2 separate regions of the Pan troglodytes genome follow, and region 1 is linked to region 2. The links are chromatin contacts, called in public HiChIP or PLAC-seq maps. All regions are on one chromosome and are shown on one strand. The core of a region is the stretch at or near the end of the contact, and the rest is flanking DNA. Distances in the headings are between cores, read along the strand shown. Region 1 holds the start of CCDC25 (coiled-coil domain containing 25). Region 2 holds the start of CHRNA2 (cholinergic receptor nicotinic alpha 2 subunit).

Region 1 (6,992 bases), core at 3,658-6,157, 310 kb before region 2:
TAGATCACTATAGCCCAGCAGTGCGAGACCAGCCTGGGCAACATGGTGAAACCCCAGCCTCTACAAAAAATGCAAGAATTAGCCGGGTGAGGTGGTGTGCACCTATAGTACCAGCTACTTGGGAGGCTGAGGTGGGATTGCTTGAGCCTAGGAGGTTGAGGCTGTAGTGAGCAGTGTGCCACTGCACTACAGCCTGGGTCATAAAGAAAGACCCTGTCTTAAAATAAATAAATAAACAAACTCCTTACAGTAACTAAACACTATGCTATCTGGCTTTATAAAAGCAGTCCAGAAAATAAAATTTTATTCAACTATGTCATTTATACTGAAGTTTTGTTATACAGCCATTTTTAAAGTGATATATTTAGCTTTACCTTTATTAATTTCTCTTTATTTTTACTGCTTGCACGCAGTAGTCCAATTTTCAATTTCTCTTCTAGGACCAAGCACTTTGGCACTTGCCTTGTCGCAAAAGTTTTTTTTTCACTGACAGTCTCTACATCAGAATCTTCAATGACTTCTGATTTACTCTTTTGGGTGCGTCCCAGTGATGGCTCATTTTCCAGGGACCATTTTCTAAGAGAAGATTTTTTTCTAACAAAAAATGCTGCTCCACCCTGGAGTGTAACTTGTGGTTTTATTTTTTGGCTCAGAACCCGAGGAGCATTGGGATTATTTTCAGCTGAATGACAATTATTTTCTTTCTCCACAATTGGCTTATAGATCACTCGATTTTGCTTGGAATTTCTAGAATTCCTTGACACAGGCTTGATGTGTCTATACTTTGGTTGATACTTAGCAGTTAAACTCTTCTGTGGTTTTTTGTTGTTCTTCTTGGAGCAGACTGGTTTTCCTTGCATTTTTTCTGTCACAATGGGAAAAGATTTATCTTCATCATTAGTTTTTAGACAAGTAGATCTACTCTCTTTTATCAGCTTTCTCTCCAGTGGATTGAGGTACCACTTATTTTGGTTGTAAAAAGATACAGTGGACAGCGCAGATTTAAATGGCGAGCCTTGATTTGCTGATGGCAGTCTATTTATTTCAGTTGTTTTGAGCGCACTTAAAACAAAATGCTCTTGTTGAGAGCAATGCAGGTTTTCTTCATTTTTATCACTGTTTTGATAAAAACAGTGCTTTTTATTAGGTGATGGAAACAGATTTTCAGTGAAGTGTAAAAGGCTATAAAAAGAAACAAAGTCCATTGATAAGATTATTTTGCGTCAAAATGTACGTAAATCTACTGCTAAGTAATAAGCTCTACTTGTAGGTCATATTAAAAACAATACATGTACCTCCATACACACAATTTTCTATTAGTTTAACAGTAGGATTCTCAAATTCTGTCTTTATCAAATAAAACATTCAAATATCTTCCCAAAGAGTTCATGAAAACAAATACTATATACAAAGAAGCTATGATAGACATATATACATGTATGTTTTAAAACCTATTTCTATGTGTTGGCCATATATAAATTATAGCTCATATATTTTGCTCTATTGTCTACAAGCCCCCTATAATAACTGTCTGTAATGAACTGACCCCCCCTGGGGCTTTTCCTGGGTAGAGTAATTAATATCTGAGTACACAGTCTTTCTAGAATTGTTTCCAGACAAGCATCTACTGTATGCAAAACACTATGTAAAATATTATAGGGGAATAGAAAGGAAAAAGGTAATAGCTGATTTGGTATATTTCCTAGCTATAGAAAATAGCTTTCTTCAATGTGCTGCTCCTATGTCAAAAGAAAAAAACAAAAACTAAAAAACAGCTTTGATTCCCTTGAAAAGGACTAAATAATTCATTATGAAAACTTAATGTATTTCCAAGCTGGAATTAGAATATAGGTTATCAGGTTATCACTGTAGCCACAAGGAGTAGGCTAGTGGAAGAACGAAAATTTTAGAAAATAGGAGAGAACAAGAGAGACAAGAAGGTGGATTTTTCTAAGAGTTTCTATTCACAGGCTGAGATTCACCTGTCACACTTCAAAGAATCCTGCTTCCTCTTCCTTGGAGTAAGAGCTGCCATTTTCTTTATTGAATTCCTAAAAGAAATGACAATAACCACATTCATCAAAATATTAAAAATCGCTTTATCAAAATTATACCCCCTTTAATTAGTCTATTTCACACCAAGTTAAAACCCTATTTTCTGGGAGGTCTTCCTCGACATTGCTCTCCTTCCACCCCTCTCAGGGTTACACGCGCTTGTTCTGCTTCCATGGCACCCTATATTGCCCTAATAGTCCATTTAAGACATTTTCTTCTTGTTTCCCCATCTCAACAGCCTTCAATGAAGGCAGAGACCGTCTGTAACTTTTCATCAGAGCCCAGCAGGAAAACGGGTGAAGCACAGTCCTCTGCCATTTTCCTAGCTGATGAGCCCGGAGCAAGCCGTTTGCTTCCCTTTTTATAAAAATCTCTTGAAGTCGTAAGGCTGCTGAAAACAAATGCTAGAATGCACGAGCAGGCGGCTACGTGGCTCGTCAGAGTTCATTTCCTTCCCCTTCCCTGGGATCAGGGAAATTCCCCCCAAAGCAGCACACAAGCGTTATTTCAAAGCTATTAATGAATGAACAAACTGAAAGGCCAGGGTCTCTGGGAATTCAGGTCGAGCTGCGGCTTAAGGGGGAACCCCTCTGGGGCTAAGCGAGGAAAGGTAGGAGAGGAAAGCGTCCCGACCCTGAACCCGGTCAGGGAAACAAACAAACAAACCCTAAACCCAAAACAAGGAAACGCCGGCGTCGGGAAGAGGGAAACCCGGAGCCTGTGAGCGCGGAGAACGAGTCAGTGGCTTCTTCGGTCTCGGGCCTGCGGACCTGCCGAGCGCCGAGCAGAAGCCCTTTCCCCGTGACATTCGCCCCCACGTTCCACAGGGTCTCCCGCTCGCCTCAGCCTTCCACAGCCCCCCGCCTCGGCCTACTCCAGAGGTTACCTGCGCCTCAGAGCCGGGCGAGCTCCCCTCAGCCTAGCCAGCCGCTCCGTGAGCGTCTTCAAATAATCGCGCGCCAGGCTAGGAGGAAGCCGCTGCGTTCCGATTGGCCACGGCTCAGCGCTTCCAGGGGCTGGCTCGGTGATTGGTGGAACACCAGCCCTTGCCCCGCCCACCCTGGTGGCTGTTTCCAAGATTCTCGCGCCCTGGTGAGGTGAAAAATCTCTGAGGGAAACCACGCACCCACAATCCCCTGCAGCACCGCCAGACTCCGTTCCCGGGGCCTTGTTTAGGTGCATTCTGGGAATTGTAGTTCTCGGTCTAGTTGAAGTTGAGATACATTCTGGGGTCACGGGGTAAGAAATTTTTGTAAAATGGCCTCTCCAGCCTGGCGACAGAGCAAGACTCCGTCTCAAAAATACATACATAAATAAATAAAGGCCTCTCCAAGATTCTCGATGCACTTATTTTTCACATTTGAAGCTTCATTGTTAGTTTCACTTTTTTTATTAGTAACTTTAGGTTTCTATTTATTTTATTTTTCAAATTAAAATATAAAACTTAACACCTGCTATGTGCCAGGCATTCTTAGATGCTTTACATGTTTTGTTTCATTTACTTCTCACCACAATCTGTAAGGTATTAATATCTATTGCCATTCCCATTTTACAAATAATACAACGGAGAACCCAAAACAATTGCTATTTACAGAACAGAGCTAAATTCTTACTTTGGAAAACCAGAAAGTTCCTAAAACGGTTATTGTTAGCTATTGTTGCTATCTTTGTGTCACCAGCTCCTGGTACAGTGTTTCTGGCACATTTTTAGTTTCAAATAAGTTTAGAGTTTTATGTTTATTTTTTCAAATTTAATTTTCACAAATTTGTATGTCATCCTTGAGCAGGGGCCATGTTAAAGTTCTCTGTATCATTCCAATTTTAGTATACATGCTGTCAAAGCAAGCACGTAAATAAATTTCGTTAAGTGACGCCCTCAATTTCATAGAATGAAGTCAGTGACAGTGATGTAAGGGTGTCAGTTTAAAAGGAAAAGGCTGAGGCAAAAAAAATGTCACTGAGGCAAAAAAAAGGTAGAGTTTGCTTGAGTTAAAGCGGGGACAGCTGCCCAGAAGATTCCAACCCCCCTCCCCCCACCGCCCTCCACCAGCAGGCTTGGATATGAGCTCTGTCTGGCCTTTGCTACAAGCAGGTTTTTAAAGACGAAGAAGGGGGGCAGGAAGTGGGCTGATACACAACTGTCAAGCATTCTCATTGATGTATAGAAACTACAAGCATCAGTGATTGGCTAGACATTGTTAAACTATAGGGTGTGGGTCATAGTGTCTTGTGTGGCAGTGTTAGGTTAGTAGGTAGCTACTTGTGGCAGAAGCAGGTAGTTTCAGTAGATGAATACATAGCTCAAGGGGGTGGTAGAACATGATGGGGTCTCATTTTAATGCCTCTCCAGACCTAGTAATTTAAAGGGACTCACATTCCTCAGATAAAAGTGCTTTCTCAAGAGAAATAATCAGGGCAAAGCCAAGTGCTGTAGGAGCTTTACATGAATATGATTATTCCTACTTTATAGCAGGAGGACCTCTGAGGTTCAGAGGTTTGGGATGGCAGGCCTTCGATTTAAGCCAGAACAAAGTCCAATCCCCAAGAGACATATTGTCCTGGTGAGTATCAGAAACAACTCGTTTGTGTGCTATGTTCTAAACTCTTGGCGCCCATTAACTCATTTAACCCTAAAAAATATCCCGTGAGTTAGCTGCTCTAGTATCATCTTCATTTCGCTGCTGAGGAAAGTGAAGCACAGACAGGTTAACTAATGTGCCCAAGATGCCCAGCCTCTTTCCCTTAACCCACAAATCATTGAACCAAACTCCTTGCCAGTACCCTTCGCCTCGCCAGGATTAAAAATGGCGCCCACGGCCGGCGCTATGACGCGCCCCGACGTCCGCCGGAAGTGCACGGAGGAGTTCCGGGGGCCAGGCGGCCGCCGCGAGTCGGCTATCCGGAGCTTCGTGAGTTGAGCGCTGCTGCTCCGCGGTGGAGTCACCGCACCGCTCCCAGGATCATGGTGTTCTACTTCACCAGCAGCAGCGGTGAGTGGGCGCCACGTCCTCCTAGACCCTGCTGGACAGCGGGCTCCGAAGCCGGGACCCGCAGTCCGCCGCTGCGCCTGACCCTCGCTCTAAAATGCCTCCTGGATGCGAGTGCCTCTTCCCGCGGCCTCTCGGTCCCCCAGCACATCCGTCCCTCCCACGGCTGCAGGATTTCCCCCCGCGTCCCCTCGTCATGGCGTGGGGGGCGCGGAGGGGCGATGCCACTGCTATATTTGTATCGGGGAGTTCTCGTCCCCCAATCGGAAAGACGTCCCGTCACTCCCTGGGATTGGGCAGAGCCTGTGGGCTCCTCCACACACCTTATCCCAAGTCTTCTTCCCACCTTCCATCTGCGGCCTTTGTTCTGGCTGCACCCTGGTAATTATCCCCTGTGAGAAAGGAGACACCTGCTAACAACTTTTTCTTAAGGGAAGTGCGACTTAACCTTTCAGGAAGGGGTTGTAGGGTCTGGGATGCAACAGAAAACAATAAAAAGACCCTGGAATGTCCACCCAGCCACTCCCCTGGCAGTTGATGTCCCAGATCTCAGAAGTGACCTATGGTAATACTTCTGACTTATCTTTGACAGATAAGGAAAGGGTGCCCTTCGTTCCCAGGAAATGCCGTGTCCCGACTTGGTTTCGTTCTGTTCCTGTTATTCCCCTTTCCTAAAATCAAGCCCCAGCTAATTCCCTTAAGACAGTTTTGGCCCATCTTTTCCAAGATGCCTTTCCTGATGCTAGCTCCTACCCCAAGATTGCTTAGCTATTCCTTTCCTGGGACCCACTTAACGTTCCAAGTATGCCTTTGGCATTGCACTTATCAAATGGTATTAAATGGTGTCTGCTTGAGCTAGAGTGTAAGTCCCTTGAGGGCGTGGACAGGATCTCTTTACAGTAGTCCCTACTTGTCCTGTATTTCGCTTTCCGTGGTCACATCACAAGAAGAAAAGGAGTGAGTACAGTACAATAAGATTTTGAGAGGGAGAGAGAGAGCAGAGTCACCTAACTTTTATTACAGTACGTTGTTATAATCGTCCTATTTTATTATTAGTTGTTGTCGATAATCTCTTACTCCACCGAATTGATACATTAACTTTATCATAGGTATACATGTATAGGGAATACCAGTAGCCATGCGTCCCTTAATGACAAGAATACATTCTGAGAAATGCTCCATTAGGCGGTTTCGTTGTTGTAGCAACACGGTAGAGTATACTTAAACCTGTGGTGTAGCCTACCACAAATGTAGGCTGTACAGTATACCGTTGCTCCTAGGGTACAAACTTGTACAGCACGTTGCTGTACTGAATGGCTGTAGGCAATGGTAACGCAATGGTGTTTGTGTATTTAAACGGGTCTCAACGTAGAAAAAGTGAGTTGCACCACACTGTTATGATGGCTACCAGGTCATCAGGCAATAGTGATCAGAATTTTTCAGCTTCGTTATAATGTTATGGGACCACCATAGTATGTGTGGTTTGTTGCTGACCAAAGCATCATTATGTGGCAAGTCCCTTTATATATGGAATTCAGTGTTGTCCTCGGTTTCAGGCATCTACTGGAGATCTTGGAAGACATCCCCCACAGATAAGGGGGGACTACTGTACTTGTTTCCCTAACGTAGTGACTGGCTAGTAGTTCTCAATAAATGCTTGTTGAATAAATGAATGCCATTTTTTTACTTACTTATAGCACTTTCTATTCTATTGCTACTCTATATGCTTGTTAAAGGTGAGTTTTTTGTTTTTGTTTTTGTTTTTTTTTTTTTTTTTGGAGACGGAGTTTTGCTCTTGTTGCCCAGGCTGGAGTGCAATGGCACGATCTCGGCTCACTGCAACCTCTGCCTCCCGGGTTCAAGCGATTCTGCTGCCTCAGCCTCCTGTGTAGCTGGGATTACAGGAATGCGCCACCAAGCCTGGCTAATTTTGTATTTTTTTAGTAGAGA
Region 2 (7,199 bases), core at 3,027-5,526:
ATAATATTCCACTGTATGGATAGACCACATTTGTTCAACCATTCATCTGTCGCTGGATACCAGAGTTGCTTCCACTTTTTACCCAGCTGATTGATGAACTGCACTGCATTCTGATGGAAGAGTGGAGGCAAATCTACACAGTTTGGGTGAGCTCCTGCTGCTGTGAGATGAGGGGAGGGCTTGTAAAACACATCACAGGTATTGCTGCCTGCTTGAAAATTATTTTTATATTAAGTGACCGATACATGTTGACAGTGGGAAATTTGGAAAATGCAGAAAACTGTCAAAAAGAATAATAATCACCTCTAATTCCTGTGCCCAGAGATAACACAGGTGATCTATTTGTATGCAGAAAAGAGATTAAAACAGAAAAGAGCAAGATGGTAAAGCTCTCTCTGGAAATCAGTTAGCTGTGCTGTTTCCTTTGCAATGGTCTGCTTTGGGGAAGTCCCCTGAGGACAAGTCTCTGCACCTTCGAGGGCCAGAGATCCCAGACCTTGCCACTGCAGTTCACCTGAGCCACAGAAGCTGCTGATGCCCAGGCTGGGGTGGGTGCTGTACAAACATTCTGCATAATTTGCAGGGCGATGTGAGTTTACACATTATATAAAGCTGCACTCCTGAATGAGAGCTCTTGACAGTTATGCTGCAGGGTTTGCTGTGTGAACAGAGCAGCTCCAGTGGGGCTGTGTGTACCAGGCCTATCTGTGGAGAAGCTTCCCACTGCCAGGACTCCCTGCTTCTCCCCCTGGAGGCACCATTCTGGGAGAGCTTTGGGATGCTCTCTCGGGCAGTTCATTCCATATACTGGGAACCACCAACCTTTTGCACCTGCCAGCTGGGGATTTTCAGAGTCAGGAAGGAACCGGGAACCTCTAAGAGCTGGGACAAAGGGAGGAATCCCAGGGCAGGATGGGGTGTAGGGTGGCACGGAGGATAAGGGCAGCTTAGGGACAGGGGCAATATTCTCCCAAGGGAACAGAAGAAAAATGTAATCCTCTATTTTCAACAAGTCTTTGAATTGAAACCTTCTGGGGAAATTGATGCAGGAAGGCCCTTTTCCCCTAAAACACTCTGGTGTCTGTGCTATAGTCAGTATATGCCAGCAATTCCAACACATTGAAATTCACATCAAATCCTTCCCACATTCCTCTTCTTCTACTTGACCCAAACTGTCATTGTTCAATGCTACTGTGGGTCATGGGCCCTGACAACCATAAGAGCAACCTGTTCCCTGGCCAGCCCTCTGCAGTTCCCCGGGGACTTTCATGGGCACAAGTGATCCCGTTTGCTCCCGTCACTCCTCCCACAGGGCAGAAAGTGTCCAATCTTTATCTTAAGACAAAATCCCAGGGGGATTGAGTGACCTTTCACAGATCATCACCAGCCAGTGGTGGGGCCAGGACTCAAAGCGACATTTGCCAGTGCCAGCCCTGCTCTCATCTCCTGCCAGGAGGTTAGGATGGGCTGGTGCAACCGGCCCTGGGAGAGATGGAGGATTAGTGATGCTGGAAACACTGTTGAGAGTCTGGGTCAGGGTGGACGGGGGGATGAGAATGACTAGATAGAAGTCGTTTCACAACTTCATGAATAATAATTCTGATTCTCTCATACCCGGTGGTTTACTTTTATTTTTATTTTCTTTTTGAGATGGGATCTTGCTTGTTGCCCAGGCTGGAGTGCAGTGGCAAGATCATAGCTCATTGCAGCCTTGACTTCCCCAGGCTCACACGACCCTCCCTTCTTGGCCTCCCCAGTAGCTGAGATCACAGGCACGCGCCACTATGCCCAGCTAATTTTTGAATTTTTTGTAGAGACGGGGTGGGGGGGTCTCACTATGTTGCCCAGGCTGGTTTTGAACTGCTGAGCTCAAACACTCCTTCCATCTTGGCCTCCAAAAGAGCTGGAATTACAGGCATGAGCTACTGTGCCCAGCCCTTGGTTTATATTTTTAAAGCCACTTTTACCCTTATTCTTTCTTTAAAAGTTGTGGCTAAATACACATAACATAAAATTGATCGTTATTGGCATTTAGTACAATTCGAACAGTGTGCAGCCATCACCACTATCTAGTTCCAGAACATTCTCACCCTTCCAAAGGAAATCCTGCACCCACTAGCTGTACCGAGAGCCATTGTTATCTCCCTAGGCCACATACACGATGTGTCCCTGAACACGAGGCCTTGCTCTTCTCTCCATAAGGGGGGCTGCTTCAAAAAACGCTAATTTGAATGTGTAAGCTTTTAAGGCAATAATGTTATTTTAGTGATATATATATATATTTTTTAAATCAAATACTCTATAAAATAATATTTTAAAATACTGCTTTTCCCAATTTTCTCAATTATGAAACATTCATTTCATATGAAACATTATATTTACCCCATCTTTGACATCTGTGTCCTTCTGGTCACTAGAACCCTTTGTGTATTGATTCTCCATGTTTGGCAAATATCACTGTCACCACAGTCAAGAGGGGTAGCTGCTGCTTCTTAATCCATGAGGTGTTTGTTTATTTTTTAATAATAACTTTGTTTGAGATAAATTCAAATATCATAAAATTCCCCCATTTAAAGTGTGCAATTTGGTGAATTTTAGTATATTCACACATCTGTGTAACATCACACCGTCTAGTTCCAGAGCTCTCTTATCCCCTCTAATGGAAACTCAGTGATCATTAAGCAGTCACTTCCCATCCCTCCTTCCCGCTGCCCCTGCAACCACTAATCTACGTTCTGTCTCTATAGATTTGCCTATTTTGCATATTCCATATCAATGGGATCATACAATGTGTAGGAAAAACCACAAACTGTTTTTCTCTGCTCTCACCCCACAACAATCAACACGGAAGACTTCTGTGACCCCCCAAAGATGTGGGGATTTCTCCTCACCCGCAAGCAAGCTGTCAATTCTGCAGCAGAGATCAGCTGGGTGCCTTCTAATTCAATTCAGACACCATCCATCTGGAGACAGCTCAGATCCCACACATCGGGGGCTCAGTCCCCAACACTGCCCCCCAATGTCAATGCCGATCACAAGTCCTAGGTTGTTTTACCTGTGCTTCTAACCCACTGGCTATAAATTGGGGTTCCCATGACCCCCTCCCTGGGTTCAACTAACTTGCTAGAGTGGCTCACAGAATTCAGGGAAACACTGGTTTACTAGCTTATAAGAGATAGTGTAAGATACAGGTGATGAGATGCATACGGCAAGGTTTGGGAAGGGGCACGGAGCTTCCATGCCCTCGCTGGGCTCATCACCCCTCAGGAACCTCCAACGTTCTGCTATTTAGAAGCTCTTCAAAACCTGTCCTTTCAGGGTTTTATGGAGGCCTCATTATGCAGCATGATTGATTAATCCAGTGGCCATTGGCGATCAACTTAACCTTTATCTCCTCTCCTGTCCCTGGAGGTTTGAGGGGTGGGGCTGAAAGTCCCAACCCTTTAAAGCCTGTCTTTGTCTTCCTGTGACCAGCCCCATCCTGCAGCTGCCTAGGGGCTGCCAGCCACCAGTCATGCAAAAAGATATCATTTTGGAGATTCCCAGTATCTTAGGAGTTGTATTCCAGGAAATAGGATTGAAGACCAAATATATTTTTTACAATATCACCTTCAGTATGTGGCTTTTTGCCACTGGCTTCTGGTACTTTGCACAATGCTTTCTAGGTTCCTCCATGCTGTAGCAAGTGTCAGCACCTCAGTCCTTTTTATGGTGGCATCATGTTCCGTTGTAAGGATTTACTGCCCTTTGTCCATCCATTCATCAGCTGATGGACATTTGTTTGGACAAAAGGCTGTTTCCACTCTTTGGATCTTGTGAATAGTACCCTGATTCTTTTATTGACCACTCTTTGCAGTATGATTATCCCCATTTTATAGATGACCACTGAGGCAAAGCAATGGGGACCTCAGTCCCATCCTGTGCCCTCCTTTGCCCAGTAGGTCAGGGCTGGTCTCAGGGCAAAGTCGCTGGCTGACTCTGGAGAAAGAGGAAGAGGCCGATTCCTCAATAAGCCAGGGAGAGCCCAGGAGCACTTAACTGCTGAGAGGCCTGCTGAGGGCCTTTTGCTCTCATTTCATGCCTGTGTGGAGCACGAGAAACAGAAATATGCCTATGTCAAGGATGCATGACCCTAAGAGCCCTTTCTTGGGCTTGCTCAGATTCGGTGGTGAGAGGAAGCCTCGCAGAATCCAGCAGCAGCTCTGCTGGGGACATGGTCCATGGTGCAACCCACAGCAAAGCCCTGACCTGACCTCTTGATGCTCAGGAGAAGCCATGGGCCCCTCCTGTCCTGTGTTCCTGTCCTTCACAAAGCTCAGCCTGTGGTGGCTCCTTCTGACCCCAGCAGGTGAGTGTTTGTCACCTGTCATTGTAAGACTTCATCTCATGCCTGTGGGCTCACAAACTGTAGGAAGGAGTCTGCAGGTGGGTGTGTTGCAACCGTCAAAGCTGCAGGGGACTTCAGAGGCTATCAGCCGGGTGGCTGTTTCCACTGGGAGAGGTGGAGGGGCAGTCACAGCTCTGACGTTAGCATCTGTGTCACCTTAAATGTCCCCAAGCTTCAATGTCCTCAGCTGCAAAACGCAAATAGTGTTGTGTACCTCCCAGGCCTATTGTGAGGATTAAACGAAAGTTTGTGACCAGAATCCGGGATACAGGAGGCACTCGGGACACAGCGCTTTCTGTCCCAGATGGTGCTGACACGTTTTTCTGGGATTTGGAGCTGTAGTTCTCGACTTGCTCGGACAGCAGAGCCCTGAAGGGGTGAAGCTGTTTGCTGAACACAGTGAAAACTGACATGAGCGATGCCATAGAAACATTTTGAAAAGCTTTGTTTATCTGATAGGAAGTGGCAAATGCCCATGGTTTAAGAAAAAATTGGGGAGCTTCTCAAAGTGGTCCATTTCCCTGTTAGCATTAATGGTTCATCGGATAAGTGGGTGGGAACGGGAGACTGCTTACCCTGGCCAGGCTCACTGCAATGCCAGAGCCCTTCTCCCTGCAGCCCCCCACGTAGACCAGGCGTCTCTTCCACTTCCCTGTCCCCCTGGCACTCCTCCATATGGGGCTGAATCTTGTCTCTAGATTCAAGTTTCCCCACTTCCCTGCCTCTGCCCCTGCCCCTCGCCACCTGCAGCACTAGTTCTCACTCTTTTCTTCTCTAACATCACAAAACAAACAGCTGACCTTTCCTGAGCTCCGACCCCGCAGCCTGCTCATGCTGTGCTCAGCTCTGATAGACATTATCATCTGCCATCTTCAACAATGTGTAGAGATAGGTTCTGGATAAGCATCTCCATTTTACAGATGAGCAAACTGAGGCTCAGTGAGGCTGAGTGGCTCTGATTTGATGGCAGGTGGAGAGGAAGCTAAGCGCCCACCTCCCAGGGCTCCTGGAGACCCACTCTCCTCTCCCAGCCCCACGGCATTGCCGCAGGGAGGCTCGCATACCGAGACTGAGGACCGGCTCTTCAAACACCTCTTCCGGGGCTACAACCGCTGGGCGCGCCCGGTGCCCAACACTTCAGACGTGGTGATTGTGCGCTTCGGACTGTCCATCGCTCAGCTCATCGATGTGGTGCGCCTGTCTTCCCACCGCTGGCCCCGAGGAAGGAGATCCCAGACCACTCACCGCTTTCCCCCTGCTCCTTCCTCTACCCACAGCAGTGACTTGGGGTGGGGGTGGGGATGGCTCTTCCCAGGGCGGCTACACTCTCCCCTCTCCCAGCTCTGGAGCTCCCTCCTAGGAGGGCATTGATTGGCAGCAGTGCCTGTGTGACCCTGGAGAATCTGAGTAAGGGTGGCAGGTTTCAGAGTGGGTGGTGGGCGGGCTGGGCTTGGGGTGTCCTATCAGAGGGTCTGAAAACAGCCCATCCCACTCCACCCTGTCTTCTGGGGCTGGGCCCACCCCTTTAATTGCTCCTCTGTCTCTCTCTGGGCCAGGATGAGAAGAACCAAATGATGACCACCAACGTCTGGCTAAAACAGGTGAGGGCCCCTCCTCCAGTCCAGGCGGCGGGTACCGGGAATCCATGGACCCCAGACCCCTCCAGGACTTCTTTGCTAGTGAAAGACCAAGGAACAGCAAGACCCTGAACTTAGTTTACCAAGCAGATGCCACATGGGATGTTCCCAAAGCTGACTTTTTCCACAGGGCCTGTGCTCTTGGTGGCTAGACTGGAGTCTAGTGCCTGAGAACATAGCCTCAGGCACTAGAAAGCCAAGTGGTGCTTTCCTGGGAACAGGCGTCTGTTCATCCCTGCTACTTCGGAATCCTCCCCAAAGCCCCACGGGGGGTTCATTCTGCCCATTTTACAGCTCAGGAGATCACGAAGCAGAGAGAAGCTGGGCTGGAAAAGGGGGCCCAGCTGTGCCTGACTCCGAGTCCCAGGCTCCTTCTATGGGAGAACGCTGAGTGCTTAATACCTATACTGCCACCCAAATACCCCCAAACTTAGAGGCTCACAGCAGCTCCCAGCTCACTGTATCTCATGGCTTTATGGCCAGGAGTTTGGGTGGTTTCTTCTGCTTCACATGGTGACCACTAGGGTTACTTTGTGATATTTGAGTGAGGGTTCATCTGGTCTGGAGGGTCTGAGACAGCTTAATTCACACATCTGTCCCTTAGCAGGGATGTCTGGAAGGCTCTGGAAGGTGCTGGAAGGTTCTGGAAGGCTGGACTCAGATGGGCCCTTCGCCCCCTTCAGGCACCCTCAGAGTCTCTCCAGCAGGGGAGTCAGACATCCTGCCTGGTGGTTCAGGGATTCCAGAGTGACAGTCCCAAGAGACAGGGAGTAAAAGAAACTGGGCCAGCATTGATCTTGTTGTATACTACTGGTCAAGACAGTCATAGAGCCCAGTTAGACTCAGGAAAGGGCACACAGATCCCGCTTAGGTCGGAGGCTTCCCTCCCTCTGATGCTGTAACCCAGGAGCTATTAGGGGGTCACTCATCTCATCTTTACAGATGTGACAGCTGAGGGCCAGAGGGAAGCAGGAACTTGGAAGCTACCCAGTCATGCGGTGTATGTGTGCAGGGAGGCAGGCCTAGAACCTGGGCTGCCACAGTTGTCCCCATGGGCGGGTCACCTGGGCTTCAGGGTTGGGGTGGCAGGGCAAGGAAGGAGTACTGGAGTTTGAGGCCAGTCAGCAATGCCTCTGATTAGCTTGTGATACTGGATGAGCTACGTAACCTCTCAG

What was found. HiChIP or PLAC-seq counts read pairs in DNA pulled down with a chosen protein or histone mark.
Region 1: an H3K4me3 HiChIP or PLAC-seq map of stem cell-derived excitatory neurons shows a contact between it and region 2, with 4 times the contacts expected there. The contact joins the promoter of CCDC25 here to the promoter of CHRNA2 in region 2. A contact is called at or near these places in 2 of 7 Hi-C or Micro-C datasets (induced pluripotent stem cells and stem cell-derived neural progenitor cells) and 1 of 1 datasets of contacts at active chromatin or transcription factors (stem cell-derived excitatory neurons).

The regions. Positions count from the first base shown.
Region 1 is chr7:36,121,407-36,128,398 of NHGRI_mPanTro3-v2.0_pri, reverse strand. It overlaps CCDC25 (coiled-coil domain containing 25), which reads left to right and starts at 4,907. Exons shown (of 8, transcript XM_063816969.1): 1 at 4,907-5,045. It overlaps ESCO2 (establishment of sister chromatid cohesion N-acetyltransferase 2), which reads right to left and starts at 4,855. Exons shown (of 14, transcript XR_010159463.1): 1 at 2,942-4,855; 2 at 1,983-2,051; 3 at 375-1,182. LOC112204240 (U6 spliceosomal RNA) reads right to left here and starts at 3,904; the gene lies at 3,803-3,904.
Region 2 is chr7:35,813,548-35,820,746 of NHGRI_mPanTro3-v2.0_pri, reverse strand. CHRNA2 (cholinergic receptor nicotinic alpha 2 subunit) reads left to right here and starts at 4,276. Exons shown (of 6, transcript NM_001033935.1): 1 at 4,276-4,348; 2 at 5,358-5,578; 3 at 5,944-5,988. The coding sequence starts at 4,276.